2 separate regions of the Sus scrofa genome follow, and region 1 is linked to region 2. The links are chromatin contacts, called in public HiChIP or PLAC-seq maps. All regions are on one chromosome and are shown on one strand. Each heading gives the region's core, a stretch centred on a gene start, on an enhancer-like site or on the middle of the called end of the contact. The rest is flanking DNA. Distances are from core to core; before and after follow the strand shown. Region 1 holds the start of ADAMTS7 (A disintegrin and metalloproteinase with thrombospondin motifs 7). Region 2 overlaps ADAMTS7 (A disintegrin and metalloproteinase with thrombospondin motifs 7).

Region 1 (7,649 bases), core at 4,666-7,165, 64 kb after region 2:
GAATCAGCATCTCCAGGAAACGGGACTAGGAAGCTGTTTATCCCAAAAGCCTCAGGGGACTGGGATCATCAGGGAAGTTAGGAAATTCCTCACTGGAAGTGAACCTGGCTGGACACCAGCAGTACCTGGAGAGCTTAGGAAAACTGCAGCTGCCCAGGGCCCAGCCCAGAGGTTCTGATTCCATAGACCCAGGGCTCCGAGGTCCCATCATCTATAGTTTTCTAAACCTTCTGGGGATTCTGAGGTAACCATTTCAGGGCTGGATCATTTAAGGAGACTTCTTGCCCTGACATCATATTATGGACATTTGGATGGCAACTCCACAACCATAGCCTGCAGACTTGCTTTTTGTTTGTCAGTTTATTGATCTGGGAAGACGGAGTGGTTTGTTGGGCTAGCACAAATATTGAAAAGTAATTAGTTGACAGAGTTTAAAAAAAACACACACACACATGATTTTGTATAAAAATCTCAATTTCTCAGCCTAAAATCATCCATCCATGTCAGGCCTAAATTCCCACTGGTCAGGAGCAGCCCTTGAAAGAGGAGCCCTCATCTGCCTCAGTCTCCACCACTCCCCATGGTGTTCCCCATGCTGTAGCTAAATAGAAGCTGTCCTCAGCATCACACGTGTATGCTCTTTCATTGAGTAAAGAACAAAAATGGGAAAACAACAGATGGGCCAGAAGGCCCCATGTTTCAGGAAAAATGTCTTCCCATGAGCCTTGTTGTGTTACCTGCCTGATCCCTGGCATTTAGTGTTATGAGGCACAGTTAGGTGCCCCAAACTCCAGGAAAACTTACAAGACACCATCCATCCATTGCCCTCAGAGCAATGGGTGCAGGGCACTCTCAATCCTTACCCCTGGCACAGTGCTCAGGAGGTCCAGGAGAGGGGAGTGAACTACCGCCTCCCCACAGATGGATGGGGATGAAGAAAAGTCGTCAAAGGGGGCTCGTGTGAAGTGTCCTTGACATAGGGGTGCATATTTAAGGATGAAGATGAGGAGGGCATCTTGGTGGTGGACACCATATGGCGGGCCCCCAGAGAAGCAGGACAAAGCCAGGAGGAAGGGGAACAAGCAGCAAGAAGTTAAGCTTGGTCCCGGCATTCTTTTGTGAAATGAGAGACAGTGGGGTGACAAAATAATGCGTAGTCAAAAAAGCCCAAAGTACGGGCTTTGAATATAAGGCCCAGCTTAGGGTCTCAACTCAGCCATATAATAGTTGTGGTCTGGACAGTCACTTCATCTTGCTAAGCTTCAGTTTCCTCATCTGCTCAGAGAATCCAAGTCAGAAAATATGAGGGTCACAGGGCAAAGAGCTGAAGAATGAGACAACGGCTACACTCCAAGGCTTTGTTTCAAATGAGTACTTCCAGCAGCTCCAGAGCATGAATCGCTGCAACCAAGGCTGCTAAAGATGAGCTGAAGTCTAGGGCTGCTGATGCCAACCAGCCCTGAAGTGCTCAGTATACTAGAAAAAAGAAGCTCCAAGGCACACTTCTAGGCACAGCAGTGTCCTCAAACATGGGTGTGGCATTCCGGTCATGGCTTAGTGGTTCACGAACCCAACTAGTATCCATGAGGATGCAGGTTTGATTCCTGGCCTCACTGAGTAGGTCAGGGATCCGGCGTTGCCGTGAGCTGTGGTGGTCACAGGTGTGGCTCAGATCCCGCATTGCTATGGCTGTGGTGTAGGCTGGCAGCTACAGCTCCAATTAGACCCCTAGTCTGGGAACCTCTATATGTCGAGGATGGGGCCCTAAAAAGACAAAAGACAAAAAAAGGGGAGGGATGGGAGAGGGCAGAATGTATGTGACTGGGGAATCTGAACTCCTAGAGAGAAATGGCCCCAAGAGCTCAAAAGTGTCCCTGGGGAGGGGTCCAGGACCTTGGGGATATACAGTCCTTTTGAGAATCCCTGCTCTAGACCTTGGGAAATTATTGCAAGACAAATTCAAGTGTTATAAAGAAGCATCTTCTTAAGTTCAAAAATGTGATGGAGCTAAGTAGAAATATGCTGCAGGTGAAAGGCGTTAGAATTAGTCTGCTCTCAGGCCAGAGTGCCTGGGTGTGCATCACAGCTCTGCCACGCACAGCTGTGGGGCTGTGGGTACAGACTCCACCACTCGGTCTCACTTTTTCCATCTGTAAAATGGGTCTGATAATAATTGAATTCTCACACAATGAGAATTCAATGAGCCAATATGTAAATGCTTAGAAGAGTAGATGACATGGCAAATGTCAACTAAGTTACAGACTGAAAATTAGTAAGAGAGGTTCAAAGTATACTTAGCTATTTTTTTTTAAAAAACTTGTCTTATCTCTTTGCCTAATGGCTTAATAAGATGTTTTTCAAATCAAAAAGAAAAAATACAGGATGTGACCACTTTAACTGCAATAGTTTTATTTTCTTGTTTTGTTCTACATTCATTTTTAATAACCAAATTTGTACTGTTTGCCATAAAATATTTTTAAAGGAGAACACAGCGAGTTAAAAAATAAACTCTTGGAATTCCCACTGTGGCTCAGCAGTAATGAACCTAACCAGCATCCACGAAGTTGTGGGTTCAATCCCTGGCCCTGCTCAGTGGGTTAAGGATCCAGTGTTGCCATGAGCTGTGGTGTAGATTGCAGACTCACCTTGGATGTGGCATTGCTGTGGCTGTGGCATAAGCTGGCAGCTGTAGCTCCGATTAGACCCCTAGCCTGGGAATTTCCCATGTGCCGCAGGTGCAGCCCTTAAAAAAAAAAAACAAAAAACAAAAAAACAACTTTCATGGAGTTCCTGTTGTGACTCAGTAGGTTAAGAACCCAACAGTGTCTGTGAGGATTTGGGTTTGATCTCTGGCCTCATTCAATGGGTTAAGGAACTGATGTTGCTTCAAGGTATGGCAGCTGTAGCCCTGGCCTGGGAGTTTCCATATGCCACAGGCGCAGCTGTAAAAACAAAAATAAACTCTCTCAATGTCACTTACATCTCACAAGGTCTAGTAGAGACCTTGGTGGCCAAAACTACCACCACCCAGTGCCAGCAAGGGGTAATTGCAGGTTCCAGTCGGGCTTGTGGTTGCAGTGGAGCTGAGCCAGCAGAGCTCAAGCTACAGTGGGATGGGGGCAGGTGCCATTCTGAGGGACTGCCAGTGGTTCATGGCTGAGTCTGTCCCTCCAGGGAGGTTGGTCAGTTGTGACTGGACTGAGCTCCTGCCACACTGGGTGTTAAATACTTTGAATATCACTCTGAGGTGACAGAACTGTCACGCTGGAGCATCTCTCAGAGAGATGCCAACATGGTGTTTACCCTGACGCTCTTATCAAGTACCTGGGTTACAATCCAGCCCTTCAAATGACCCGTAACTCATGCCGAAAGGAAAAAATGACTAGGGTGTGTGCATGTGTGCGTGTGTCACAACCTCCTCCCTGAGTCCATCTGCACTTGCTTGTGTGCATGTGGGAGTTCTGCATGTGTGTGCTCACAGGTGCGACACAGCATTTTGGTGAGCCCCTGCCTCAGTCCAGCAATCCCAAATCCCTTGGTTTGTCATATTTCCCTAAAGGTAAGCCCAGGGTGTGCTCTTTGGCCTCAAAGAAGGTGGCATTCAGTGGGCGGAGCCCCCAGTTTAGGTCGCCCAGGCAGCTCCAAGAAAAATGCAGAGAACTTAGTAGCCTCAGGTCAGGGATCCTGAGTGGGAGAAGAATGCTACGTGTCTCTGGGGACACTAGAGACAGACACCCTAAAGGGGGGCCCAGATTAGATAGGAGTGCCTGCCCTGCCTCCACCCCAAATGGCAGGCTCAAGTTACAGGATACACAAGCACTCCCTAATCTTACTGGGTCTGCCTGGCAGATTAATAAAAATAATGGCCACTACATGGTCGTCTCTCTGCCCCGTGCTAAGCGATCACGTTCAGCATTTCACTTAATTCTCACAAAATCCCTTTGAGGTAGACACCATTATACCCATTTAGCACATGGATGAGCTTGTACATAGGTCTGGCCTGCAGGGGAAGTGAAAGGGACCCCGACCACAGAGGACTCCCCCCAACCTTTCTCCCACAGCTGCCAGGGGGCCTGGACCCAAGATCAAGCTCAGGAGAAGTTCCTTGGGACAAGCACTTTCCTGCTTTCTCATCCCAGTCACCTGGTTCATCTCCATGGGTCCTCAGCTCTGGACAGTGGGAAAACACAGGCTTCACGCCGGTAGCCCAGGAGTCCAAACTAGCAGGTCACTCTCCCTTCTGAACCTGTTCCCTCACCCATAAAAGGATTTTGTACCACCCACCTTGAAGGGCTGCTGTGGAGATGAGAAATAAGAACTCCGGAGGCTGGCACAAAACAGGTCTATTAAATGTTTGCTCTATTTCCTACACATACAGTGAACCCCCTCCCTAAAACACTGCTCTCAACAGCTGCTTCCCTCAACAGCTCCCCAAACCTCTAAGATTTGGTTTAAATATTCCGTACATTCCAACCCATATGCTTTTCTGGCCTCACAACCACAATCCCCCTGCTGGAGAGGCAGGTCTCCCCGATGCCCAGCAAACAGGCCAAATCCAGCCACCCCATCCCCCGACCCCCCCCTACACACACTCTTCCAGCCCATCCAAAGTTCATCCATCTTTCCAGTTCTTCCAAGCTCAGCGCCCCCCCCCTACCCCGTCCCCACAAAGCCTGCAAGGCTCTCCCCATTATCCGGCCCGCCTCCATCAGACCAGGAGATCCCTGAGCGTTGGGCCAGGGGTCCCCTACACCCTCTGAGCCTAAATTCCCAGGCCCGCCGTTCCGGACGCTACAAGAGCTCCGCCGCCCAGCCGACAGCGGCGGAGCAAGATTCTGGACGTGAGCCAGAGACTCGTCGGAGGCCGGCCGGCCGGCTGGCCGGGCGGGGCGGGGAGAGCCAAGCCCAGGGCCGTGGAAAGAAGCTCCTTCTCCCCGCTCCACTCCGGGCGCCTTCACACTTGGGGGAGGGGGAGGCAGGAAGTGCAAGGGCCGCGCGAGACCCGGCCCCGGGGAGCCGCCGAGGGCCGGGCAGGCAGCGCAGAGGCGGTGGGCAGGGGCCGGGACGCAGAGGGGGACGGCGTAGACTTGCGACCCCGCGCCCTGCCCGCAGCGTCCCGGTCAGCTTGCTTTCCAGACGAGGCACACTGAGAGCGAGAAACCGACTCCATCGCGTGTGAGCCGCGCTCCGTCCAGCCCCTCGGACGAGAGATCGAGAGAGACAGACGCGCTCTGCTGCACCCGAGGTAGAGAATCTGGAGCCCGAAGAGTGTAAAAGACTGATTTCGGCTGCAGGCAGGGGGGTAGCGGAGTCGGGGGCTGAGAAAGGCTCCCTGGCGGCGCCGTTTCGCTGCCCTGGCCCCACCCCGGTCCCTCGCACCAGGGGAGAGGGGGGCGCGACAGCTCCAGGCAGAGGCCGGCGAGCGCGGGGTCTGCAGAGGTGAAAAGGGGCTAAACCGAGGCTCGGGGAACAAGGGAGGGCGGCAGGGCCGGCCGGCCGGGGCGGTGGTGGGGGCGGCCACCCACCTGGTGCGGATCCGTGGGCGCCGGGCGCCAGAGCGCTGAGGAGCAGGAGGAGGGGGCGCAGCAGCGGCGTGGGGCTGCGGGGACTCGGGCCACCGAGCATGGCCGGGGCCGGGCGGCCGCTGGGCGACCCCACGCGCACGCTCTCGTCCGTCCCGTCCACTCGCTGCCGGGTCCTGGGTCCGGCTCAGGACATACCCGAGCCGCGTGCAGCTCTAGGTTCCCGGGCCCGAACTCTGGTCCGGCGGGCGGCTGCGCACGGTCCTTGGGCAACAAAGACTGCAGGGCCCGCCCCCTCGGCCGGCTGCGGAGGCAAAGACCAGAGAGTGAGAAGGAGAGAAAGAAAGAAAGGGAGGCAGGGAGGGAGGGGGAGAGGGAGAGAGCGCAGCCGCCCGCCCCCCGCTCCGCCCCTCCCCGCCCCTCGGACTCCTTCCCCCGCCCCCAGCCCGGCCCTCCCTGTCCCGCCCGGTCCGGCCTCGCACCGCCCATGCGGGCCACTCCGGGCGCATGCCGGCGGCCCACCCGCTCAGCTGTCCGGCCGGCCGGGAGCGAGTGGCGCCCCCCGACGGCCGCCCGGCCGCCCACTGGGCCGAGGGCGCCCTCTGGCGGGCGGTGGAGCCCAGCAGGGCCCTGCCGACATCAGAGCGCTCTCGACAGGAGCCCACCAGGGTCCTCCAATGAATCTAGAATTTCTGCCTCGTCCCTAAACTGTGCTCGAGGAGGCGCCCCTCGGTGTGCTCCCTGGGCCAGGCAGGCCTGCCTCTCTAAGGAAAAGGGACACAGAGGCCTCCCGAGGGTCCAGGGTCTCACACCCGAGCCCACAGGGGCTGCGGGTCTCAAGGTAGATTCTGCTCCAAAGCCAGCAGGGAAAGTGGCCCAGACACTTCCCCAGGGGCGGCCATTTCCCACTTAGGGCGAGGTCCCACAATTCCTCACGTCCAGACTCCTTTCCAAGTGTGTTTGCCTGGAGCGAAGCACACCGCTGGGCCCACAGGCTGAAGCCCACACTCTCAGCAGGGGCCCCCTGGGAGCTTGGAGGCAGGCCAACCCCAGCCTCACATCCTCCGCCTCAAACACGGGCCATCTGTCCTTCCAAGGCCCCAGCCCCGAGGCTGGCTTCCTGCTCCCTTCCCCCTGTGCTCCCAGGAGCCCCCGCCCCCGTCAAGGAATACTCCTGTTCTTTCCCTCCTGCCTTCACTCAACCCGGTCCTAACTGGAAGATGCCCCCTCTCCTTCCCTAAAACCCGGTGGCCGGCTTTCTTCCCCTGGACAGCCTTTATGTAGCCCCCTGCTGCCCACATACCTCCTCCCTGTCCAATCGCACATGCACTTTCCCTCATTCCTGGAGGCTTCCTTCTGGGTCCTTCACCCCAAGCCTTCTGCGGGTCCCATGCAGAAGGTCCCATGGCTCCACAATTCCTTGACCTCCTCACCTCCAATGACCCTTCCCGCCACCTTAGCCACCAGCTCTCACGGTCACAGCCTAGGCCATGTCATGCCCAACTGCCCGCTCTGAAATGGGAAGATCAGATGCTCCACTCTCAGACCACGCCCTGCTGTCTTGCCCAGCCTCCCTGAACCTTCACCAGCACTCTATGTATTTTTCTTTCTCCAGTTTCTTGTCATCTCCCTCTTGTCCCCCACTCACCAGCCTCTCCTGGTTCACCTACTTCCCTTCCCAGCTACACTCACTGCTCAACCCCTGGCCCCCACCCAACCACCTTCCACTTCTCCCCCACCCCTAACAGCAGTGGGCCTTGCCACCAGTGACAGGGTCACATCCTGTCCCCCAAACTCCCACCCCAGATACTCAGGCCATGTCTTTTTTTTGTTTGGGGATCCCAGCCCCAGCTCAGTAAGCCCCAGAGAGGGAGAGGATCTGAGGAGGGGCCACGCATCCCTCCCTGGCCAGCACAGCGATCCACTGTCCTCACTCCTCTGGTGAGCTGCCAAGGCCAAGCACAGATTAGAGGCTTTTCTGAAAGGCGCCTAGGAAGTTTGTGTTTTCAGACCATCAGCTGACAACAGTCTGCACCTGTTTCCATTAGTGTCCCAGGTCCTGGCTTTTCCTCTGTCCATACCCTGCTGGGCTGCCTTCATTTTAAACCTCCTCGGGAACCAGGCTGG
Region 2 (6,885 bases), core at 3,094-5,593:
GGGACTGCCACGTCCTGGGGGCTGAACGGCTGCCCATAGGAACAGAACCGCCTTAAACGCACCTGAATTGGGCCCAGGAGCCTGCCGTGTATGGCTAGAGCCCAGTGTGTGGCCATTCCCTGAGTGGTGGTGGGGTGTTACCCAGGCGATTACTATCAGTGACCAGGCAGCTGGCAAGGGTGAGTGGAGAGATGGGGGAGGAAAGGGGCCAGGAACGCTTTCCTGGAGGGTCTCCTCTGGAATGAAGCACTGGGTGTCCAGGGGGCGGGAATGCTTGGCCCTACTCCACTCGGGGGAATAGGATGGAGCCCACTCCTTCCTCTAGAACCGTAGGGCTTGCTCCCCCTCCCCTTGTGCCGCTGAGGAACGAGCTGCTCGGTACCCTTCGTGCGCCCGTCGGGGGCCCTCTGACAGGGGCTGCCTCAGCCCGGGGCCCCTGCAAGGTGGGCCTTGCAGCCCACAGCCTGCTTCCCAGATGCACACTCCATGCCCAAGGGGAGCCGCCCTCATCACACCAGGTGGGCACCTCCAGCTTTCCTCTTGGTGGGTTTTTGTTTTTTATGGGTTGAACATTTGTTAATACTTTTTACTTTTGTATATTTTCACTACAGTTTATTTTTTTATAGGCTATTTTTATCAAAGTTTTCTAGATTATGTACGTCTATTTTATATAACAAATTCTTCTGTGTGCACGACTCCCTCATATGTATTTATGTAAACCTGAGCCTCTGGAATGCGCTTCACCTCTGTGCAGTCTCTGGCCTCTAGCTGGACCGTCACTGACGTCCCCTTTTGTGTGTGGGGGCCCACTTCGTACCCCAGGTAGCCGTGGGCTACTTGCAGTCATGCTGACAGCGGTCCGGCAGCAGCCAAGACTGTTGATTGCTGGGAACAATCCTGGTTTCAACTACATTATATCGATATAGGAAGTATTCCAGGCAAATAGCCAGTCTGGGTTTAACTAAATGTTTGTATTATTGCACAAATCCCTCCTCGCTTTGCACAGTGCTGCCTTCCTGCTTGCGTGCTGGGCAGCTGGGTCTGCCTGGGGCTGTCCTCGCAGGCAGGAGGCTGGGTGCGGCACTGGAGGCCTCGGGGCATTGCCAAGTGACCCTTTCCTTCTTGTCACAGCAGCTTCTGTGCTTACCTTCAGGTTAAATTTTGGAATTGTCATACTAAAAGGCAAAATAAACTACTAATTTGTATAATGTTCTGGTTTGAAGTGCAGCTAGAACTTGTGATGAGACTCAGCCCCCAGGGCTCAGAGGTGGGACAGGCTTTTTTGGGGGGGGGCGCTCTCCACCTTCCAGCTGGGTGTCTCTGCGTCCCTGTTCTTGGCTGCTCTGGGGGGGGGGGGGGACGGACACAGTGTGCCTTTGTCAGCAGTGGTAGCCCTGGGAGGCCCTGAGACCATGTCCAGGCTGCAGGTGAGGGCTGGGGGCTCTGGGTGGGCGGGGAGCCAGGAGCTGAAGCAGCCACAGGGAGGCGGGCACCCCCCTCCCACCAGCTGTGACGAGCTCTGCCTGAGTCATGGGTTGTTTGCCTCCTGCCTGGGCTGACAGCTCAGGCCCAGCTGCCACCGGGGACACCACTCCCCTCACCCCCTATTGTTGGAAAAACACATGAGAATGATTAAGACCCAGTGTCTTTCCGCAGTGTGACGACGGTGGGGGGAGCCAGTGAGGACTCCCAGACAGAGCAGGGAGGAGATGGGGAAGCTGTGGATGCCTGAGGTCACAGCACAACAGCAATGGCATAGCTGGAACTGGTAGCCCCTGCTGGCTGTGTGGGTCAGGGGCCCTGCTCCTGTCCCTTGTAAGGGGTTGCGCTTGTGACCTTGGAAAGCTCTGGGAAGCCATTTCTCAGAGCATGGGTCCCCAGGGCCTCCTTGGGCCAGCCGGCTGCTGCAAACACAGACAGGAAGCAAGCCTGACACCCCTCCACCCTCGGACAGTGCAGTGCTGCTGGGACTCTCTGTGCAGACTTACCCTGGGGCTGCTCAGGGCCACCTTCCCACCTAGTCACAGCGGGAGGTGGGCGCTCAAGGCCTACGGTCCGGGCGCATGGCTTTGGGCCAGACCCCTCCCTCTCAGAGCCTTGGGCTTCTCATCTCAAAGTAGGGTACTCACTCCAGCCCCGTAGAATGTGCTCATGACTAAATAGGGTGTGATGTGGGATCAGAGACAGCACCTTTCTAACTCCAGTCCTGTCCTGGGAGACACTTGTCAACTGCTTCAGCCTCTGATACTATTTCTTGGTCTCTGTCCCCAAGGAGTGATTTTCAGGGTCCCCCCAACCCCCACCCCACTCTCAGAACACACAGCAAGCCACGAGGAGCCATGGGGCCCAGGGCAAGTGCCCTCATGCCCCCCACACTCAGCTCCAGGACCACCAGTTCCCATCACGCTCTGCGAGTGGCCGACACCCGAGAACAGAACATGAGTGGTGTTTCCCCATCTGGAGAAGGGGGCGAACCCTGTCCAGGAGTAGAACTTGGGAGGACATGGTAAAACGGTCAAGTCCAAGGCACAGGGCCAGAGGTAAGGGCCAGGGAGCCTGCACAGGCCACTTTATGGAGCTAGTGGCAGGCCTTCCCCAGCCTCCTCGCCAAGGCCCCGGGTGGGGCGCATGAAGTTAAGGGGTGTGGAAGGATGGTGAGTAGGGACCATCCCCCCAGGCCTCTGAAAACTGCTCCCAGTGCCTAGAAAAGCTTCCCACCACCCCTCATCCAACCCACCGAGGCCCTGAGCACACCTGTCTGGGAAGCAGCCCTCAGCTCACAAGGCCTCGGCCTTCCCTTTGGGCCTTCCTGCCCCCAGGGCCCTGTCCTGCGGGCTTCTCAGCCGCCCTCTCCCCCTGGTGGAGATGAAAAGGCGGTGTCTCTGCTGCGGCAGAGCTGGAGTTTCTGACCTCAAATCCCCCCGCCCAAGAGGAAGCCAAGCTGCACTTCAAAACAGTAGATGCTCGTTTATGTATAATAATAATATAATAATAAATTGTTACACAAACTGTTAGAATAAAAAAATACCTTTTCTGAGGGGAGGGGTCCCCAGCCTGCCGCTGGCAGGGGCGGGTTAGCACCATGAGGGCGCGAGGGACAGGGGCTCCGCCGCGGCCCGTGCTGGGCGCTGAGGTCTGTGTGTCTGTCGATCTGGGAATCCTGGCTGGGCTGGGCCGTGGGTCAGCGGCGGGCGACCCGCTGATGGCCACGGGAGGGGGCGCCGTGGCCGGGCAGGGGGCAGGAGCGACAGCACTGGGAGCGGACGGTGGGCAGCTGGCAGCGGCCCAGCAGGCGCAGAGTCTCGCAGAAACCAAACGACAGGCGATCGCGCTCACAGCCTGGGGGCAGAGGGAGGGTCAAGACACCAGAACAGCCCCGTTCCTGCCTGTACCCAAGTGGCATGGCTTCCCTGAGATTTGACCAAGGCCCTCTCCTTGCCCCTCAGCAGCCTTAAGGGGACCTGCAGCCACCACCGAAGCATCGGCCTGCTGTTTCCAGAGGGGCTCCCCTGGACCTGAGTTGCAGATCTCCAGCTGTTAGTCTGTCCCACTTGGCCTTGGCCCCCACCTTCAGGGCTGGAGCACTGGCACTGCTGGGCTCAGGTTTCCAGAGGAAAGTGCTCATGAGAAGTCAAGGGGCCTGCCACCCCTCTCTGTCCCCGCAGGCTCCAGCAACCTGACATGTCAACTAAGGTCCCAGGTGCCTCAGGCCAGCCTACAGCGGCCTCTGCCCTCCAGCCCTGCCACCTCCCTCTGCCCAAAGGCACCTGTCAGGCCTCCCTGACCCCCTGCAGCCACATGGGTGATACTCAGCTTCAGTTGTGGGTCACATACCAGGTCTCATCAGCCAGGCCAAGCACTGAGGCCCAGAGAGAGCAGGTGTGACCTGGACCATAGAGCCCATCAGCGGAACCCAGGCCTCCTGAGGGTGGCCAGAGGAAGGCTGCAGGCCGGCTGTGCCTGTCCGGGGCTGAGGCTTGGCAGGCTCTCCTGCCCTGTGCTTATCAAAGCTATTTTGGGACGCGGCTTGCTTCCAGCCTCCTGGCCTTGCGCCCGCCGCCTCTGACAGCCCCCAGCTGCCGCCTGGCCCTGCTCACTCCAGCTGACACCCCAGGGGAAGAGAAGCAGGAAGGCAACTGGCAGCCCTGGGACATTCCTGGGTCCCAGCAGAGGGCACAAGGCAGCAGGCTGGCTCCTCCACTGTGGCTCTGGGGAGCAGCTCTAACATACGCAGCTGCAGACCTGTTCCTGCTGTGTGACCTCAGGCCAGTTTCTTAACCTCTCCAGAGCCCCACCTCCACAGGCCAACGGATGTGGCCAAGCTGTGTCCGCTGCCTCAGCACGATGACTACACACCCTGGAGTTAACAGGCTTTCCAAACGTCCTGCCACACAGCCCCACAGAGCATCAAAACATCCTGGGGACTCCAGGGTCTCAACATGCAGTCACTTCCTTGGCTGGTCTCCGCCCCTGACTCCTCACCTGGGCACCAGCAGCCAGCCTGAGGCTGTGCGCGGGAGGCGCTGAGGCGCTCGGTGGATGGATGCTGAGGGCAGGGTGCTCAGGGTGGGTGGGATTTCTGCTGGGCCTCGAGGTAAGGAGACCTGGGCAGGAAGACCACACTGGCCAGTGGCATGGGCAGCAAAGCACAGCAGTAGCTAGGCTGGGCCTGTCCAAGGACTGCCAAGGAGCCAGTCTGGGGGGACCTTGTCCTGGGGGGACCTTGTCCTAGGAGCAGGGGTCAGACGTGATAAGCACAGAAGCTGCTGGGTTCTCATGACTTTCAGAGGTAGCTCGAGGCGCTCTTCCTAACCTCATGAGGGGCGATGCGGTGACCACGAGGGAAAGGAAGCAGCCAGCCTTCTCTGAGCACGTCCCGGGCCCTTCCCCTTAAGACCTGACTTAGGAGAACAGGGGTCGTCTGTGCCTTTACACTCTAAGAGTGGCGGCCTGGACAGGGATGTGGGGTGGCCAGGAGTGACTCCAGGACCACAGTTTCTGTGCTCAGCACCGCTGGATGGGGCCAGCGGGGGTGCTATGCTGCAGGAAGGAAGTGTGTGTGTGTGTCCAGAGCCCCCTCTGGCAGAGGCTCTTCCTCCAGGAGGACCCAGCTGGCCAGGAAGCCACCCGCTGCTGGGAGCTCGCAGGACCCCAGGAGGGAGGCCCTTTCCTGCGGCTCCTCTGCTCATTCCGGGCAGCCCTCCCCTGGCCAGGAAGCGGACAGGCCAGAGCCTGGGCTGGGCTCACCCCGGCCTGCGGCCCTGTCTCAGGGACATCCCAGCCTTATTCTGGGGGCAGGCGCGTAACTGAGACCAGAAGGGAAAAGAGCTTGCCTGGGGTCACACACAGACTAGGGGCTGAGGCTGCAACCTCCATGCCTCCCCTGCACTCAACAAAGCTGCCCGCGGGGGGACGACTCCCCTGGGGCCCCACCCCAGCACAGCCCCAGTTGCTCCGAGGCTCCCCCTCAGCTGGTGCCCAATGGCCTGAGGACCCCCATCTCCCCACTGAGAGCCGTCGGGGCACTCACGTGGCAGCTCTGTGAGCTCGCAGTCCTGGATGCCACAAGGCCGGGAGCTCTCGGGCCAGGCCTCGTGGCCGCACTGGTCGCTGTCTTCCTCGGGCAGCCCACTCTGGGTATTAACGCACTTGACCAGGCGCCGCTGGACGCCGCCACCGCAGGGGGCTGAGCACTGCAGGGAGCGGGGCAGGGGTGAGCCTCCCCTTGGCCTGCCCTGCAGGGGGGCATCCGGGCAGCCACTGCCTTCGCTAGGAGGCTGGGCTCCTTAGAAGGTCAGTCCTGACCTGGAGGAGGGCCCAAGGACGGGGGGAAGCTGCCAGCCCCCCACAAGACGGGACATGCCTGAGAGGTCTGGGAGGGGCTGCAGGGCAGTGGACACGAGGCCCACCATCCTGAGTCAGGCCCTTGTGTTACCAATTGGGGTCTGATGTTGTTTAAAATCTCCTAAAGATAAATTTAACCTGTGCCCAACATTGTGCCAGGCCATGTGCTAAGTTCCTTGTTACATGACTCAATTTAATCCTCGAAGCCCCGTTTTACAGATGAGAAGACCAAGGCCTGCCAAAGCGGCCTTCCCGGGGTCCCTCAGCAGCCAGTGGGACAAGGACTGAGATTTCTAAACCTGTGAGCTCCAAACAGGCCTGGCAGGAAGAGGTCCTGCCCACCCGAGGCCTCACTGGCCACACTCATCCCCCCTTGGCCAGCCTGGCCTTTCTTTGTTTAGTCCCCTGAGCACCTGTCACTCCTGCCCCAGGACCCTGCACACCCCTCCCTCACATCACTGACCCTTTGGTCTCGCTCTAAAGTCCCCTCCTCCGAAGACCTTCCCCGACACCATGGCGCACGTCTCTTGTTTTCAGTCTGCCTCCTTGGCAGCCATCAGCCATAGCAGGGTGGGGACCTCGTCGGGCCACCACTGGTCACCCCACTGATCACAGAGAGCCGGGCACACAGTGCACACTCAACTCCTCAGGTGAACAAAGGTGCCCCCCTCCTACCCTGCCTGCTCACCTGGCCCCAGGGCCCCACCACCCACTGTGTGCAGGGGTGGGTGTTGCAGGGTCGTGTGCTGTTGGGTCTTAGCGCTTCCTCGCAGAGGCCCGGCTCTGGGCAGGTGACCAAACGCTGCTGCTCGCCCCCGCCGCAGGCCTCAGAACACTGGGAGGGCAGGGAAAGGGGTGTGGGCGCTGCCCGGGTCTGAGGACACCCCCACCCCCATCCCAGAGCCCCAGGCCTCACCTCCCTCCAGGAAGAGGTGTACCAGCTGAGGCAGGGCTGGGCCCCACAGGGCCGGCGGGCAGGCGGCTTGGCAGGCCCCGGCTGGCAGTGGAAGGGCCGCAGTGGCCGGAAGTCCCGCGTGTCCA

Evidence for each region. HiChIP or PLAC-seq counts read pairs in DNA pulled down with a chosen protein or histone mark.
Region 1: an H3K27ac HiChIP or PLAC-seq map of skeletal muscle shows a contact between it and region 2. The contact joins the promoter of ADAMTS7 here to the enhancer-like site in region 2. A contact is called at or near these places in 1 of 5 promoter capture datasets (fetal skeletal muscle), 2 of 47 Hi-C or Micro-C datasets (embryonic fibroblasts and fibroblasts) and 2 of 2 datasets of contacts at active chromatin or transcription factors (alveolar macrophages and skeletal muscle).

Annotation. Positions count from the first base shown.
Region 1 is chr7:47,988,613-47,996,261 of Sscrofa11.1, forward strand. ADAMTS7 (A disintegrin and metalloproteinase with thrombospondin motifs 7) reads right to left here and starts at 5,916. Exons shown (of 24, transcript XM_021098839.1): 1 at 5,526-5,916. The coding sequence starts at 5,625. LOC110261542 (a long non-coding RNA gene) reads left to right here and starts at 2,883. Exons shown (of 3, transcript XR_002345766.1): 1 at 2,883-5,245.
Region 2 is chr7:47,926,083-47,932,967 of Sscrofa11.1, forward strand. It overlaps ADAMTS7 (A disintegrin and metalloproteinase with thrombospondin motifs 7), which reads right to left. Exons shown (of 24, transcript XM_021098839.1): 21 at 6,761-6,885; 22 at 6,533-6,679; 23 at 5,531-5,693; 24 at 1-3,339. The coding sequence ends at 3,182. TBC1D2B (TBC1 domain family member 2B) reads left to right here. Exons shown (of 13, transcript XM_021098841.1): 13 at 1-1,205. Among named protein-coding and RNA genes, the nearest start is that of ADAMTS7, 65 kb to the right of the region's middle. Within about 2 kb of position 4,344, at least 35 of the 83 cell types and tissues checked have an H3K27ac peak or open chromatin away from gene starts, as enhancers often do. A contact at or near this core is called in alveolar macrophages, embryonic fibroblasts, fetal skeletal muscle and 1 more, where this site is marked.